3 separate regions of the Zea mays genome follow, and all the other regions are linked to region 3. Evidence: chromatin contacts called from public Hi-C data. All regions are on one chromosome and are shown on one strand. Each heading gives the region's core, a stretch centred on a gene start, on an enhancer-like site or on the middle of the called end of the contact. The rest is flanking DNA. Distances are from core to core; before and after follow the strand shown.

What was found. A called contact is a pair of places that touch in the nucleus more often than the background predicts.
Region 1: a contact with region 3 is called in a Hi-C map of ear, with 2.2 times the contacts expected there. The contact joins the promoter of LOC100282056 here to the enhancer-like site in region 3. A contact is called at or near these places in 2 of 25 Hi-C or Micro-C datasets (ear and tassel).
Region 2: a contact with region 3 is called in a Hi-C map of ear, with 5 times the contacts expected there. The contact joins two enhancer-like sites. A contact is called at or near these places in 3 of 25 Hi-C or Micro-C datasets (ear, leaf and tassel).

The regions. Positions count from the first base shown.
Region 1 is chr3:60,369,532-60,372,231 of Zm-B73-REFERENCE-NAM-5.0, forward strand. LOC100282056 reads left to right here and starts at 1,318. Exons shown (of 7, transcript NM_001371820.1): 1 at 1,318-1,627; 2 at 2,379-2,478. The coding sequence starts at 1,377. It overlaps LOC100282347 (craniofacial development protein 1), which reads left to right. Exons shown (of 6, transcript NM_001155259.1): 6 at 250-913. The coding sequence ends at 618.
Region 2 is chr3:59,711,429-59,714,128 of Zm-B73-REFERENCE-NAM-5.0, forward strand. No RefSeq gene overlaps it. Among protein-coding and RNA genes, the nearest start is that of LOC103650129, 45 kb to the right of the region's middle. Within about 2 kb of position 1,328, at least 12 of the 20 cell types and tissues checked have an H3K27ac peak or open chromatin away from gene starts, as enhancers often do. A contact at or near this core is called in ear and tassel, where this site is marked.
Region 3 is chr3:60,030,240-60,032,939 of Zm-B73-REFERENCE-NAM-5.0, forward strand. No RefSeq gene overlaps it. Among protein-coding and RNA genes, the nearest start is that of LOC118476666, 14 kb to the right of the region's middle. Within about 2 kb of position 1,317, at least 20 of the 20 cell types and tissues checked have an H3K27ac peak or open chromatin away from gene starts, as enhancers often do. A contact at or near this core is called in ear and tassel, where this site is marked.

The DNA.
Region 1 (2,700 bases), core at 68-2,567, 340 kb after region 3:
GGTTTATATGTAGCTGGACTCTTTTTGCATGTCTAGTGCATTTTCATGTTCATTTTATTTAAATAATTTTTACTGCGACTGGTTTCATAAAATTTTTAAACATAAAAAAAATAGTAGCACAAAAACGTGGTCACTCCCTGGAATTATAGTTCTGGATATAGATGGCAAAGCTCGACTGCTTTTGCAATATGTTTGTAAGCTTTAATATCAGAATGCTGAACAACTGGTACTCTTCACACGATCCAACAGATCACTGAGGTAAGGGACTTTGCTGGGAAGGACATCGAAATCAAGAAACTGGTTGATGCTAATTCAAAGGAGGCAATCGAGAAGGCCAGGGCAGGTGGTGCCGCCCCATCAGCTGTCGATAACATCCTAGAGCAAATACGGAAGAAGCAGAAGCTGAGCGTCCTGGACAAGACGAAGAAAGACTGGGGAGAGTACAAGGAAGAGAACCGGGGCTTGGGGGAAGAGCTGGACGCCTACAAGAAGAGCTCGAACCAGTACCTTGACAAGCAATCATTTCTGCAGCGAACCGATTACCGCGAGTTTGAGCGCGAGCGGGATGCCCGGCTGTCAATGATGGCCAAGCGGAGGACAGATACGCGGGAGGACTGAAATGTTTCCCTGTAACTCCGTTGTAGACATTCTTTCGAGATAATGGTAGACACTAAATTGTCAATGCCTTCCAGCCCCGTTAAATCTTCTTTTTTAGAATTATAATGTGCTGATTATAATTTACAAAGATGCACCGTGCATGTGCGTAAATTGCATCTGGTGGTTTTGGCAAACATTTCTGAGCTGCATAAAATGCAGTCATGATTGGATATTTCTGAAACCGGGAAACTTTGACGAACCAGCAGCACTAAGCTCTGAAAGCTCGAAAAACTAATGATGTTGGTTAGAATACCATAGATGATTTGGTCAAACAGTAAGATTTCCTTTCTATATATTTTGGCATAAGAAAAATGAACGACCGTGCTTTCGATGTGTTGAATAATTTTATCTGTTGATCATCCGTCATGTGAATCAGTGAGTGGATGACAAGATGCGGCAGACGTCGATAGTGTCCATGAGCCGGCCTGACGATAAGAACGAGTGTCCGTGCTTTCGCTAGTACGCCAAAGCTGCTCGCATCAGTGATCAGATCACTGATCAGTCAGTTTAGTGGAACCTGAAAACTCGGGCCGAGGCGCCAGCCAAGTGCTCTATGCAGCTAATGAATAGCCAATAGGCCCATTGAATATTATTCTTGTGGTCGCCGGGAGACAGCGGCTGCCCAACCATATAACTGTAGGGGAGACTAGGAGAGCAGGAGTACATTACAACCGCGCGCGGAGCACGCGGTCACAGAAGAGAGACGACGGAGAGCAGCCATGGCCGCAGGAGCCGCGTTGTACTACCACCCAGGCGCCGGGAAGGTGAGCCTCGAGGCGGTCGTCCCGTCCTCTCCGTCGCTGGCCCTGAGGCTATCGCAGAGCAAGGTGCTGTGCGTCAGCAGCAGCCGGTGGTGGATGAGGCGAAGATGGGAGGGGAAGGCGAGCAGCGTCAGCAGCAGGGCAAGGGCAAGAGCAAGCGCAAGGCCTGCCTTGTTCTCCCCTGTGGCCATGGACTGGCAGGAGTGCACGTACGTTTCCTCTTCTTCTTCTTCTTCCTAGGTGCTCGAGTTTCTCGGTTGATTTGGTATAGCCTAGTTTTGACCTGTGCCACCCATTGTTACCGCGTACTGATTCGCTTGGAGAAATTTCCCCTTTTCCCTAGATGATTGAACTACTTTGCTTGTTGATCAGAAGCCAATGTTTGCTTGAAGGGGAGTCGAGTTATTTGCCCAATGAATTTTATAATGGGCACAAACTGGGAATTCGGGTGAAATGTAGTATTGACGTCTCCGAACGGTGGTCCATTGAGTGATGAAGAGCTTGTGTAATATCCCGATGAGTATTTCTCATGGCGGACACAAGAAATGCTGGTTTGCATTGGATAAGACTGGATTTTGTAGGGCCCAGGTTGTGGATGATTCTTATACCAGATTCCATATATGTGACACCCAGAAAACCCTCCAAGTATGCTAATTAGTGCTATAAATGTTGATCTGTATGTACTTGCAATGGCCAAGGCTTATAAATCCGACCATATTGTACCTTGCTTTTATAGTTATAGGTGACTGCTGAGTACTGGATTGTGCATGAGTCTTGATAAAAATCCTCCAAAAACAGTAAACTCGTACCAGAGTCTCCTTGTATTTGAAAACATCAGCAAACGGCATCACCAGTGAATGGCTTGCTGAACTTACCTGCTTAACGTTTCATATATTCTGTTCATTCATCAATTTTTCCCTAATTATGATTATGTGACTGATTGTTGCCTTCAAGGAACAGTACCGAGCTTGAAGTTGATGTTCCATGCTCGGTGGCCTATCAGTGTTACTCAGAACGGGAGAGTATTCCTCAGTGGATGCCATTCATCTCGTCTGTCAAGGTAATTGTCAAGATGTAGTAAATACTACCCTTATTTCTCAGTGGTGAAGCTAGAGCAAACTAGAGGGGTATAGGGTACTCTTGCCTCTTGGGTGCATTTGCGGTGAAAGTTTAGACAAAATCACTGTTTTGACATTTTTAGGGAGATGCATTTGTGCCCCTACTCATCAAAGCAGCTATAGGGATTTTTCCTTCTCGTACTACATGCAATATTGTCTGATCA
Region 2 (2,700 bases), core at 78-2,577, 320 kb before region 3:
CAATGCATTTGGCCACCCAAATTTTTGGAGAAGAACCATCGAACTTTGGAAAAGACCACTTGGGAAGCATGTGTCTAGACCAGTGCCCGTCATGCTGAGGAGGACGCATTGGCTCCCGACGACCATGGTTGTGGTGAATATGAGGAGAGTGCCCACCCATCCCGTCGGAACCAAATGAGTTATTAGATCCATCATCGTCCAACTGTCCCCCCATCTGATGAAGATTTAGATTAGCCACCACTCGACTTGTTTCATCCAATTGCTTAGCCATGACTTGTTGGTCCTTAGTAAGCTGACCAATCACACCAGAATTGAGATCTAACTAGACCATCATGTGTTGCTGGTTCGCAAACATCATGTCAATATTATCCAACACCCGCTGCCAATTGTTTTCCTCTTTCTCAAATCCCGCTGCCATAACATCCAATACAAACCGGGATTGCACGGAAGGCTTTGGAGGCGCCGTGTCTGTTGGTTGATGAAGCAATCAAAGAGAAGAACACACTCAGACCTTTCGTCGAACAGGTCATGAGCGCTCCGTCTACCGCCGCCACACTTCGCCGAAATCCAATCACCGCCACCAGCACCACCTTCTACCGCCACCAAAACCGCCACACGGAACCCCGCCGCCAACGCCCAGAAAAAAAGAAAATCTAGCAACCAGAGTGAATCGAGGTGAGTGAACCAAAGACCACTCGCCTGAGAGAATCCGCTGCGGATCGAAGTCGTCGATTGTCGAGTCGGAGAAGAGCAGCGTGGTGCCGAAGATCACCGTCTCTGATACCAGATGTCACCACCCGTTGCCACAGCGCACACTACGGCGTGAGAGGAGAGTGGGTTTACTTGTGCGAGGGGAAGAACCCTTCCAGGCCTTCACGATTTCTTTCATATATTTTTCTTATCCCTTACGGCCACAGTAGCCGGCTAGATATATGCTCGGCTCACACACTGATATAGAGGTCCCACACTTATTACAACATGAGTTTATAAGTCTATGTGTGTATATGGCTCCCCAACCCTCTCCTGGACACACCTCGGCGTGACAGAGGGATTAGGATAGAGATAGAGAGAGCTAGCGTGATCTGCCCCAATGGGAACGAGTAGCCGTCATCGCCCCACCCTCGGAATGCGACTATTGAAGGGTTAGCCGATCATTCGAAGACTGTACGTAGAGTAGCCGAGCGAGGGGAAATCAAGCAGAGTCTTCGCCGGACATTGGGGGCGCCGAGCCACCGTGTGTTGAGGGCGGATGTCTTCATGGTCGTACCCTCACTGGTGGAGACCCTTACCTACTTCGTACTGTCACTAACTGCGTATAGCACCATTCATGTGTATGGTTTGGGCCTCGGGGAGCCGGATGGGCCTCCCTCCGGCCCTGTGCTGTCGCGGGTCTAGGCAATATCGTTGGCTATTAGTGGAGAGAAAGAAGATGAAGGCGTGACCTCTGGATCTCAAGCGAACGACTGTGGCTAGGCCATGCGTACCGATTGGCCAAATGAAGGAGAGCCATCGTATCTGAGACAAATGGTTAAGATTAGATGTACTATATACCGGTTTGACTATTTAATCTTAGCTGTAGATCGTGATATATAGATGGCTTTGGGCGCATCCCAATACCCGGTCGTGACAATTTTGCTTAAGACACCTCGAGCAAATTGTCAATCAACCCGTAGTCCGGGTATGTCTAAAGAATAGAACAATTAGGTTCTAATCTTTATATCAAACACCCTAGGTTGCCTTATTTTCATACCCGCAGTCTGTCATACCCGGATTTAAGGGCAAATCCAGGAGCGTCTCAAATGTATGCTAGGATCAAGTCTCACACATATGATGACTCATGGTACAAAAATTAATGTCACATCTTTAATATATAATAGGGGTTATGTACAACATAGCTAAATAATTACATCATATGACGACAACGATCCTCCGCAACCATAGTTGATTAGGAGACGATGGCCTAGACCTCTCACGAACTCATCACGATATCCTTCATGCTCGTCATCTTGGCAGTACATGTCCTTGATCTGGTGTGAGTTTAGCAAGAGTGAGCTCACATACGTTCATTGCTCAACAAGTTCTGGGGAATAATGTGCATGAGCTCACTTACAGTGAGAGCTCATATGAAGTGTAAGGCTTATCAATAAAAAAATGGTTAAGGCTGAGCATTACTTTTAATAAGTTGGTTAAAATTTTATTAGCAATTACTATATGTAACTAGATACCAACCGTATTAACTAATTGATCACAATTGATAACAAATCACACAATACAATGCATATGACATATTAAGTTTTATTCCATAAATTACTCATGTGAGGGTGTGAGCCGCTCTAGACCGTCAGCACGACTGATATACCGGTTTTACACTCTACAGAGGTTGCACATCTTTACCCACAAGTCGTGATACTCATCTGCATGGGGTTGTACGAATCCCATACACCTCTACCGAGGAGGCTAGACAAGGTAGTACTATGAGGCCTTACAAAGTTCCACTAGCTTTAGAAAACCCACTACGGTTTCTTGAGAAGGGGGGCGATACAGGAATCCCTCGTTCGAAAAGCCATCGCAACACGATCGACCGAGAACCTCCCTACACCGGCAGCTCCTCATGCCGCCCTTGCCCCTTTTTGGTAAGGTAGTCATCAACTAGCTTTCCTAATTTGTTAGCCACGGGTGTCCCATACCAACCTTATGATA
Region 3 (2,700 bases), core at 67-2,566:
TGAACTTCACCCACAAAGTCTAAACCCCAACATCTAAAGGTCCAAGGCTTGTTGATAGGATGCAATTCGATGACAGGAACCATATGTAAGCCACCAATTTTTTTACACACTTAACATCCTTTATAGTACTTAAAATAATTAGCAAACATATTAGGCCAATACAACCCAACTCTTCTCAAAAGCCACTTCATTTTTTGAGTCGATCGATGAGCACCACAAATGCCTTCATGTACTTCGGCCATGGATAACATAGCATCATCAGGGTCCAAGCACTTAAGCATAACATCACTAGGAGTTCAAAGAGAAAGTTCATCATCAATGAGAATATACTTAAAAGATGTTCATCGAATACTCCTATCTGTTCTAACATAGGATCTCATAAATAAGTAATCACATGAATCATCCAATCAAGCGCATCAGCTACATTATTAGCCAAATTTGCTAAAGCCATTACTGCAATGCTTCTATTAACACCAGATGCACCAGCGGCTTTGCCTACACAGTCCAGCTTGTATGCTACGAACGGTCCGGTGACTCCACCTAGATGGTCTATAACCTGTGACCTTGGCGCACTTAGCTCTAACTATCAAATTTTCAAAAATATGTGATCTCCCTCGACTTATCTTCAAGGTGAGGAAAAGCTTTGTAAATACAAGGAAAGGTAAAATGCACCGTGGCTTTCCTTTAGGAGAAGGATATTCTGGTTCCTCTACACATATATCATAGTTAGAATTATTATCAACCAGAGGAGCCTCAGCTTCTGGAGTTGTTTCTTCTTCTTATATAATCTCTTCTGGGTGTTCTACAAGTCAAAATGATACTGAATGTTCATGTGATGATATGCTCATGAGTGCCCATGCAAATTCAAGAAGAAATAGAAAACTAGACTTGATTAATATTAAAGATTACTAACTTTGGGGTAACAATATGTTTTCTGACCAAATAGATTCCAAATAACATAAACCTTTACCCAGAGATTAAAATGACCATATTTAGCTTACCCACAGATTTTCATAATTTTTGGAGTGCAGATTTTATTTCTAAAACTCAAATAGCCTTCAAAGAGGCACTTTTAACCACTTAAAATTCATTCTTTGCATAAAAAATCCTAAAAATATGTTTACCATCAACTTTGTAAATTATGAACTCAACAAATTTGGTTTCACAATTTTTGTATTTTTCTACAATTTTTGGTAGATTTTACAAACTGTCAGCAAAAAGAAAAAGAGAAAGCATGAACAGGACTAGGCCACAACCGGCCAAGACAACCCCGCCCGCGCACATGAAACACGCGCGTTGCGCAAGCAGCTTGCGCCGGTGATGCCATCTTACACTAAGACCCTTGCGAAATTAATTAACTTATAAAGAGTCCCAGGCACTATTCAAACGTGTTGATGACGTTCACACTTCACACCGAGACCCCTCCTCTGTCTCTTTCGCAAACTCAGGTCCTCGACCCCAACTCTAGCGAACACCGACGAATCACCGCGCAAACTCGCAGGTGATGGCCTTCTCTAACGAGAGCGAACATACCCACGCGATCCCCGAATCTAAAACACCATAATCCATCGGTTAATCAGACCCTAGTGACCCAGATCCCTTCTTACCACGACGACAGCGGTCATGGTGAACCGGCGAGGGTATCCCCAAGTCCTAGGTGTAGTAGAGTTCAATTGGGGAGTATGGGGAGCATCAGTGACTCACCCCAACTAGGGTGCTGACGTGAGTTTGCTCGGGAATCCACTGAGGCAGTCGGTCGACGAAGAGCTAAGACACGGCAACGTTGCCCGACGGCAAGATCATCGATCTGGTGAACTACAAGCAGTAGAGTTCAAAAGGAAGATGCAGGGAGCATCACGACTACACAGGGATCACGAAACACAAGCAAGGCAGACAAGTTACCCCTTAGAGAGAGCTGGCCTTAGTGAAGGGGCAAACCGACCGGCGTGGTCACCAAACATAGGGAGGACATCGCGCACAGACTTGGACAAAGAAACAAGATGACTAGGGTGGTTGGGGGGATTTAACCCATATGTAGAGGAATGGTGAGTCACGGTGAACAAGCCATGGGAGCGACGGGAGCACGAACATAACAAGGTTCAGTTTGCACCCAAACTACAATGGCATGGAGCCACAACAAATTGGTTCATGTGGTTTTGTTGGGGCTTAACACAGACGGAAACAAAGGCTAGCACACCCCACTCCTCTACTACATGGTCACCACATAAGGGCAAGGGCACAGGAAGGTAGCAACGGTGGCCAACGACACATGGATAGCAACAGGTTAGCAGGCACACCACAGGTTCATAGGATAGATTTCACCTCCTCAATCTTATCCCTGGGGTAGTGTAGTTTATCCCAAGTTACCCCCTCCCCAAGGTCAAGTTTCACTTATCTCCTGTACACCAGAAGCAACTAGAGATGGTAGTGGAGGGAGATGTTTTTCAGATATTTTCAACTCAACTCTGAACCCACACAGGTCGACTATAGCACAGGTTCATCCCCTCTTTTCTCCCAGTTCTGGATAAGGATAGGCCCATCTCATTGCACCAAAATTGTTCACCAAGCATAGCTCTTTCAGTTTGCATAATATTGCAAGGCCAAAAGTGCATGGATCACAAGTTATGGTGCTCCCAAGTCGAGCACACACACTGAAACCCAGTTTCAGTTTAACTGAAACTGATGTAGTCCATAACAACC